Linked DNA regions of Zea mays: region 2 is linked to region 1. The links are chromatin contacts, called in public Hi-C maps. All regions are on one chromosome and are shown on one strand. The core of a region is the stretch at or near the end of the contact, and the rest is flanking DNA. Distances in the headings are between cores, read along the strand shown. Region 1 holds the start of LOC103627358 (glycerophosphodiester phosphodiesterase GDPDL3). Region 2 holds the start of LOC100285649 (serine/threonine-protein kinase Nek4).

The links. Hi-C and Micro-C count contacts between places; a contact is called where the count stands out from the background.
Region 2: a contact with region 1 is called in a Hi-C map of leaf, with 4 times the contacts expected there. The contact joins the promoter of LOC100285649 here to the promoter of LOC103627358 in region 1. A contact is called at or near these places in 9 of 25 Hi-C or Micro-C datasets (bundle sheath, ear, endosperm and 3 more).

The regions. Positions count from the first base shown.
Region 1 is chr5:182,530,445-182,534,232 of Zm-B73-REFERENCE-NAM-5.0, forward strand. It overlaps LOC103627358 (glycerophosphodiester phosphodiesterase GDPDL3), which reads left to right and starts at 2,348. Exons shown (of 9, transcript XM_008647656.3): 1 at 2,348-2,892; 2 at 3,688-3,788. The coding sequence starts at 2,775.
Region 2 is chr5:182,676,305-182,679,937 of Zm-B73-REFERENCE-NAM-5.0, forward strand. It overlaps LOC100285649 (serine/threonine-protein kinase Nek4), which reads right to left and starts at 2,307. Exons shown (of 13, transcript NM_001158540.2): 1 at 2,013-2,307; 2 at 1,811-1,877; 3 at 1,378-1,443; 4 at 1,200-1,246; 5 at 1,021-1,066; 6 at 796-876; 7 at 662-704; 8 at 523-569; 9 at 69-150. The coding sequence starts at 2,098.

The sequences.
Region 1 (3,788 bases), core at 1,098-3,597:
GGGCGAGAGTGCGGTGGCGCGACGTGATTGGTCCACGTGTGCCACGTGGACTAGCTGTTTTTTACCGTTTGGAGTCCAAAAAATTCAAAAAAAATTGCAAAAAATCACAAATTTCATTTCCAATCCATCTATAAATATCCCTACCTGTTGGAGGTCATAATTAGATTTATGTAATTTTCTATTAATTGTTATGTAATTTTTTAATTGTCATGTACTTTTCTTTTAATTATTATACACTTTGTAATTTTAAATTCAATAAAAAATATTATGTTGTGTGATTTGTAAGCGTTGAAACAAATCTGTGTGAATTATTTAATCCTGAAATAGAAAAGCTGATGTGGCTATGGGCTGAGGCTATAGCCTGCTACAGCCTGTGCACTAGAGCAGCAGAGGCGAGAGTGGAGGCGAGAGCTGACGTGGCAGGGGCGAGAGAGAGGCTGTGCACTGGACTCAGCCTTGCGCTTCTTTACAATACAATATTGAAGAAGCACCAGCTGCAAAAAAAGACTTTATGGATATCCACCATCGTAACCAAAACACGTCTGGAAATAAGCTGTTTGATCGCACTGAACTGATATGCCCTCACAGAAACAGAAGGTCTGGTCATGTGGCAAAATTACCCGAAAGGCCGACGCAGTACATTTGTAACCCGATAGCCTGTCGCGCTAGCTACTAGCTAGGAAAGAACGGGAAGTTGCTGGCTTACCTTCCTATCCTACCTACCCTCTTGTAGTGGTAGGGCAGGGGGCACACGGACACGATGCGCATTTGTCATGTGGCAGGGGCCCACTAGTAGTAGTAGTAGTTAGTTAGGAGTACTACAGTAACTTGGACGACCGGGTTCCGAGGTAGAACACAGTCAAATTATTTATTAGTTAAAATCTAGGCACCGTGATTAGTTAAACCGTCGGTTGACGAGCGAGTAGACACGGTGCCCTATGTGCAGCCAGGCAGCTCCCGTGCAAGCACGCCGAGAAGCACCGCTAGCATCTCATGCTTTTCCTTGGTGCTGCACCACAGCCCCTCCCCTCTCCACTCCACCACGCACACGGACACGGCTACCGCTACACTACCACCGCCAGGCGGCCAGCCAGCCAGCCACAGCGCACCGCGCAGCCCAGCCTATGATGAGCTATCATGATTACGATCCAGTCCAAAAAAAAAACACATGCACTCTTTTATTGCCCTCGTACAACCACCATACAGAGATGTGGAAAAGGGGGTCCCTCAATCTCCCCTCGATCAAGCCGGCCTCGCATCATTTCTCCCACGCGGAGGAGGAGCTGTTTGTTTTTACTGGTTTGCCTTTACTCCATCCGTGCAGGGGTGGAAGGTTTCGTTTTTTTTCCCTTTCAAGTCAAGACAATATATTTTCAGTTAAATATGATAAATATATTGATATTTATGATGTGCAATAATCACTACATTAACTGTAGAACATAGTAGTATATCTTTACGATAATCTAATGGAAGATCCGGATTTAGGCAATATCTTTAATCGAATTAATAAAGATTGTTTAGCTTCCAGAGACAGCTTTCGTTGTGGGTTTTTTATTTGGTGGAGGCAGTGGTACGCTAGAGCATACAAACATCTTTGGAGTTTTTTAAACTAAAAATATCACTTGTTTGGCAAAACATTAGCCTCTACGAACTTATGGACATACTCGTCTCGGGCTCAGTGAACTCTTTTTTTTTAAAAAAAAATTCTATTGTTACAAATTAATACGACACAAAGAGGATCAATCAGAAAAGACACGGATTTAAACATGGAAAACCCCTCTAAAGTGAAGGGGAAAAACCACGGGCGCCGGCAGACAACTTCTCACTATTTTCGGGTGGTTACAGATCGCAGGAGATTTACAATTGAGATAATTATCTCTTGCGGCTTACAAAGATCGCTGCGCTCCGGCCCAAGCCTCCTGGCGACGGGCCTCCGCTTCTCTCGCCAACTTGGCCGCCTTCTTCAAAATTTGTATCACAAACTCAACATCTATTAACTTGCATATTCGACCATAAGCTTAAGCTGACCTTATATATTTCAACAAAACTAACTCCATAAACTCCCGGAGTATACGCTTTCATAATATACGCTTTCATACTTTACAAATTGTATTAAGACATGTACAACTTAGATATTTCGCTTCGGTTTTCCAATTAAAACAGACAACTAAGAAAGATACTATATGACACAATCCAAAATCATAAATGCAGTTAAGACTAGCGGCGAATCGAAGATTTCGTAAAGAGCCTGGACTACTATATGAAGAACTAACAAACACCCTCACGTTTTTTCGGCTCGTGCACATCACAAAGTCATCGAGAAAACGTCACTGGAAGTAATAAAATCAAAACAATAGAGAGAGTGAACATTTTCACCGAAGAAAAGGAAAAACGAATGGAACTAATTATTTCTTTTTTTTCTCTCCTTGGAAAAGTTTGGAAATTAGACCAATTCGGAGCATCTCTCTGACCACCTTCCCCTCCCCCTGAGGCCCTGACCACCTTCTCCTCCTGTACACAGCTCAGCACTTCAGCAGCAGCATCGCATCATATCGCCCTCGTCTCCAGTTCTCCTCTCTCTCGGTCTTAAAAATCCAGCGCCAACGCGGCCGCCGGACGCGCATTGCTCTCCCTCCCTGCCTCGTCTCCTCACCTCATTCTCGCCACATCTTCCTCTGCTCCCCTCCTCCCAGGTGGCGTTCTTGGAGCTCCAGCTCCTCGAGCTGCGTCTGTCTACGCCGCCGCGGTTGTCGCTTGGGTGGCGGCAGCCCGCAATGGGGAGGAGCAGCCGCGCCTGCTCCCTTCTCGGTTCCGCCCAGCTGCTCCTCCTGCTGCTGCTCTCGCTCGGCTCCGCGGCCGCCCAGAAGGGCTCCACATGGAAGACCCTGAGCGGTAAAACTCGATTCGCTGCGCCCTCACTTCGTTTCTTGAAAAGTTCATGTGTGTGCGTGTGTGTGTGTGGTCTGATCTGGTCGATTTTGCTGCCACTCTTCGCTTAAAGATCAGCCTTCTCGCCTGCAAATTGCAATTTTGGTTCTGTCCTACAGCTTGGCCTGGATCTTCAGGATAAGCATGAACTGGCTGCGCATTTATTTCTGTGTTTTTTCTGCAGCAAAATGGTTTCTTTAGGGCTTCTGCAGCAAAATAGTTTTGCTGGTCTTTAGCACCGTTTGGGAGACTAAGACGATGGACTAGCTTATTTATCAAACCAAACACCCTGTAAATTTCTGATTGGAAGCTTGGGGCCAGCCATGATGCTTACCTTTTAGCATTTCGCTAAAAAAAAGCACGGCAGCCTTTCCAGCCAAGTGGCATTTTGGTTGGGATGCAATAGCAACATCTTTCATATTAGTTCACTGTTTACATCACCGTGCGCCCAAGTACAAGACTACGCATAACCACTTCCTTAGTGAGATGCACTCGTAAATCATTAGCAGCTGGCGTCTACTATTCTCTGCTTTGGCACATGGGAATTGCTTGTTTTGAGAATGGGATGGGAGTGGATCAGTTCGATGGGGGTGGTGCTTTGAACTAACGGTGATAATTTCACATGGTCATGCGTGTTTACCAGTTTTATGTCCGTCCGGTAATTTTGGTTTTGTAGTTTCTGCCGTAGCGCTCAGGGTTATTCCAGTACTTTTGTTCATCCTCATGACCCTAACAGTAACAATCATCTCATTGTTCCAGGCAAGGCTCCAGTAATCGTTGCTAAGGGCGGGTTCTCCGGTCTATTTCCTGATTCCAGTGATTTTGCTTATCGGATTCTTGGGACCATTAGCTCCCCTGAC
Region 2 (3,633 bases), core at 1,057-3,556, 150 kb after region 1:
TAATTCTGTCATACACCATAATACAATAGCAGAAATAAACTTCAAGGGACATAGCACATGGAGCTTACCAAGTGACCATATATCGGATTTGTATCCATAAGGTATGTCTGCTAGTATTTCTGGGCACATATAGTTTGGGGTTCCTACAACCTGAAATGTGGTAAATGTTAAAATTATCAGTGAATTATGGGTTTTATGTCAAAACATTACTAACACGCTCTTGGACGTTAGCATATAGTGGGGATATGCAGAAATTCTGCCAACTAATTTTTGAAATGGCATTTACTTTCATGCTACTCTTTTTTGGTTAACATGAGCTGTAAAAATGTCACTGAATATCAAATGTCATACAGACATACTGGTGATAACATCGTGCCGTGATTCGGTGTGGGAAAACATGACTAGTGGAAGAGTTGTGTCCAGTTTCCTAATTCCAACCCGGAAATGTGTTTTTTGCCTGTATTATTATATACTGATTTACATTAAAAATGCTCCAACGAAAAGTGTGGATCCTATTCCTACCGATGAGGCAAGGTCCTCCATGAGCAGTTTTGCCAGCCCAAAGTCAGCTGTCAAAGAAATGGTGAATTATTATTCATTCGTGTCAAGATACTCATTGTCTGACAAAGACAGTTCAGTGATTCAGCACTTCACATCTTACCGAGTCTGATATTGTTATCCCTTGTCAATAAAATGTTGGAACACTGCAGGACACGAGGAATTAATGTTAAGGGGGCACTGGTACCTGACGAAACAGCCCCATGAACTAGTGGGAGCAGGCGAATTTGTTTGTACCTTGAGATCACGGTGGAGCACACGGTTGCAGTGCAGGTAGTCGAGGGCGAGGAGCAATTGCGTGAACCACCGACACACCCTCTGGCATCAAAGAAATGCCAAGGCAGATGTAAGGAGTTTAGCATCGAACCAGTTTCTACTGCTTTTGTGTGCAGCTGTAACTAATCAGTAATCACTACTGCACTCTAGTACGATTTCATTTACTTTTATGTTCACGTTTGTTACCTCTTCTGAGAATAGGATGCCCCTTGCCTTCTTGATCCTCTCGGCCCTGCGGTTCCATTGCGAATGATCCATGACATTATGCAGTTATAAAAACTGAATTGATTTCTTTTTTGCCAGCACAGAGAAGTTATTTAAAAAAAGGAAAAGAAAACAGAAGTTGGGTGGTGTTGGTAGCTTACATGTCCCCTCCTTCGCAGTAGCTTGTGACGATGCAGACGGAGGTCCCCTACAACCACCGAATAAATCCAATTTGAGTTCGCAATCGACGAGGCAACGTGCGGGAATGGGGGCACTATTAGGGGCCGATTAGGATTGGGCGAATTGAATTTCGCACGGGGAGGGGGGGGATGTCTGTACCTCGTCCACCCATCCGTCCTTGTACTCGACGATGTACGGGTTGCTGAGGCTTGCCATCAGGGACATCTGCGGCGGCAAGCAAGAGCATGCACCCGTTGTCACTTGCTTCTTCTCACGCAACAGGAAGCCATAAAAAACGGCGAAGAATAAATCGGATGCGGAGCCGAAGTAAACACCGAGTTTTCTTTCTTTTTTTGGGTCCATGCCCGGATGCCCCCCATGGATCAACCATTTTCATTTTATTTCCTTGTTGCTGCAGCGGCTGCAGCGGTCGCGGCCGCGGCCGCACCTCATGCTGGGTGCATATGCAGATGTAGGCCACATGGGCAAGGCCCGGCGAGGCATGTGGAACGACTCTGCTCGGTGCTGGAGTGGGGTGGGTCATGGGTGAACGAATCGGAGAAGGGTTTAGGCTGGGTGACGGTTATGTTACCTCCTGGTAAGCGGTCCGCTGGAACTTGTCGTTCTGCTTGGAGAGGCGGATCTTCTTCATGACGTACCTGCGCCGGCGCCGCGGCGGTGGCAAGCAAAGCAACAGACAGGGAGGGGTCAGGAACCGGAGCAGAGCACGCGTCGAGAAAGCAGAGCAGGAGGGAGTCGGCGACGACCAGCGAAAAAAGGGGGGAAATCGTCACCTCTTGCGCTCGGCCTTGTGGAGGACGAGGTAGGCGGAGCCGTAGGCGCCCCGGCCGATCTGCTCCACCACCTCGTACTGCTCCATCGCTCGGAAGGATCCTCGCTCGTCCTCGTCCCTCTGGCAGCAGCCTTTCTCTCGGCTCGGAAGGAGGAGGAGGAGGAGGAGGAGAAGAAGCGGCGCGGTGTGCCGCGGCAGTTGCGAGACGTGCGTGAGGAAATGAGAGATAGAGAGAGAGAGAGGGAGGGAGAGGAGTCAGGCAAGTGGAATAATGGTGGCGCGGCCTCGCGGGGTCCTCGTGATTATTTGTGCGCCCGCGCGCGCGCACGCACGCACGCGTGTGGCAAGGGAAGGAACCGGGGAGGAAGGAGAGGCCGGGCGCGCAGCAATGATGGCGCGCGGTTGAGCTTGAGCCCGGCCGGCTCCTCCTCGTGTGTGTCGGGTAGCCTGTCCGGCCGAAGCAGGCGTAGACGCGGACGGAGACCGACCACCGCAACGGGTACTGTACTGTACTGGGGCGGGGACGGAGTGGGAGGCCGCGGCTACCGTCGGCTACGCTGTTGCCGTGTCGCAGGCAGCGACCGAACAGCAACGTCACGGGCGCCTTAATTGCGTCGATGTGCGCGTTTAGCTTGGTGATCACGAGCGATTAGACGTCTGGATTGGTGGTTAAAGAAAGGCAGGCAGGCAGGCAAGCGTGTTGGTCATGCAGCTGACCAAACTCGTACCGTATGATTGTAGTACTAGTGCTGAGAGAAATTGTTTAATCGTCATCAATGGGCCGATGCTTGGCCCCTCCCTCTCCCGTGCTGATGCGCTGCAGCGTCGGATCGGATGGAGTACAGTGGTGGAGGGAATCGGTGGGGTCTGTCCTGCGGCGGTGGCGGCGGATGGGCCGGCCCTTTCTTTGCTTTTCCACGCCCTCTTGAGTTTTTTTAAAAAAATTTATATTTTGGTGTGCTTATAGCTTATTATTACTACTAGTAGAGTGCTAGTACAATATGTCAATCTAGTGCGGTGGTGCTTTTTTCCTTGTGACGAAGCCACAAAGGTGGCCGGCCCCCCAAGTCTCACTGGATGGACGGTGGTATTGTACTTGCACACACGTCAACAGGGCCTCGCCTCGCCCGCTTCGCACCCCACTGCCCCTACTCGTACTTTTCCCCCCACGCTATTTTTTTTATTTTAGAACTCCAGCAGGCAGCACCATGCCATATTGCCTTGCCCCACGGGTAAACGGGTTGAACCGAGGAGGCCTTCTCTCTTCCACCATCACCCAGATGCAAAATCTGGGATCGTCACTGCTGTCAAAATAGTAGTATTAAATTAGTGGATGCGCCGTGATCCACTGGGCACAAGCGCACAGCACTTTATTACTTCTGTCCGTTCCTCAGTCCTCACGCGCCGGGCATGTGCCGCCCCTCCTCGAGACCCGTGCATTCGGCGGCACCACCGGATCTGCGCAGTGGTCAATATCCGGTACACTATTCATAACTACGGCACTCCGTGCAGGTGTGTGTGTGAGAGAGACTGTGAGGTTGTGGTGTGGCGCTGTGCATAAAGGAACTAGGAACACATTACACGCTCTCTGTCCACTGGTCACTGCCTTCCTGCGAATACAC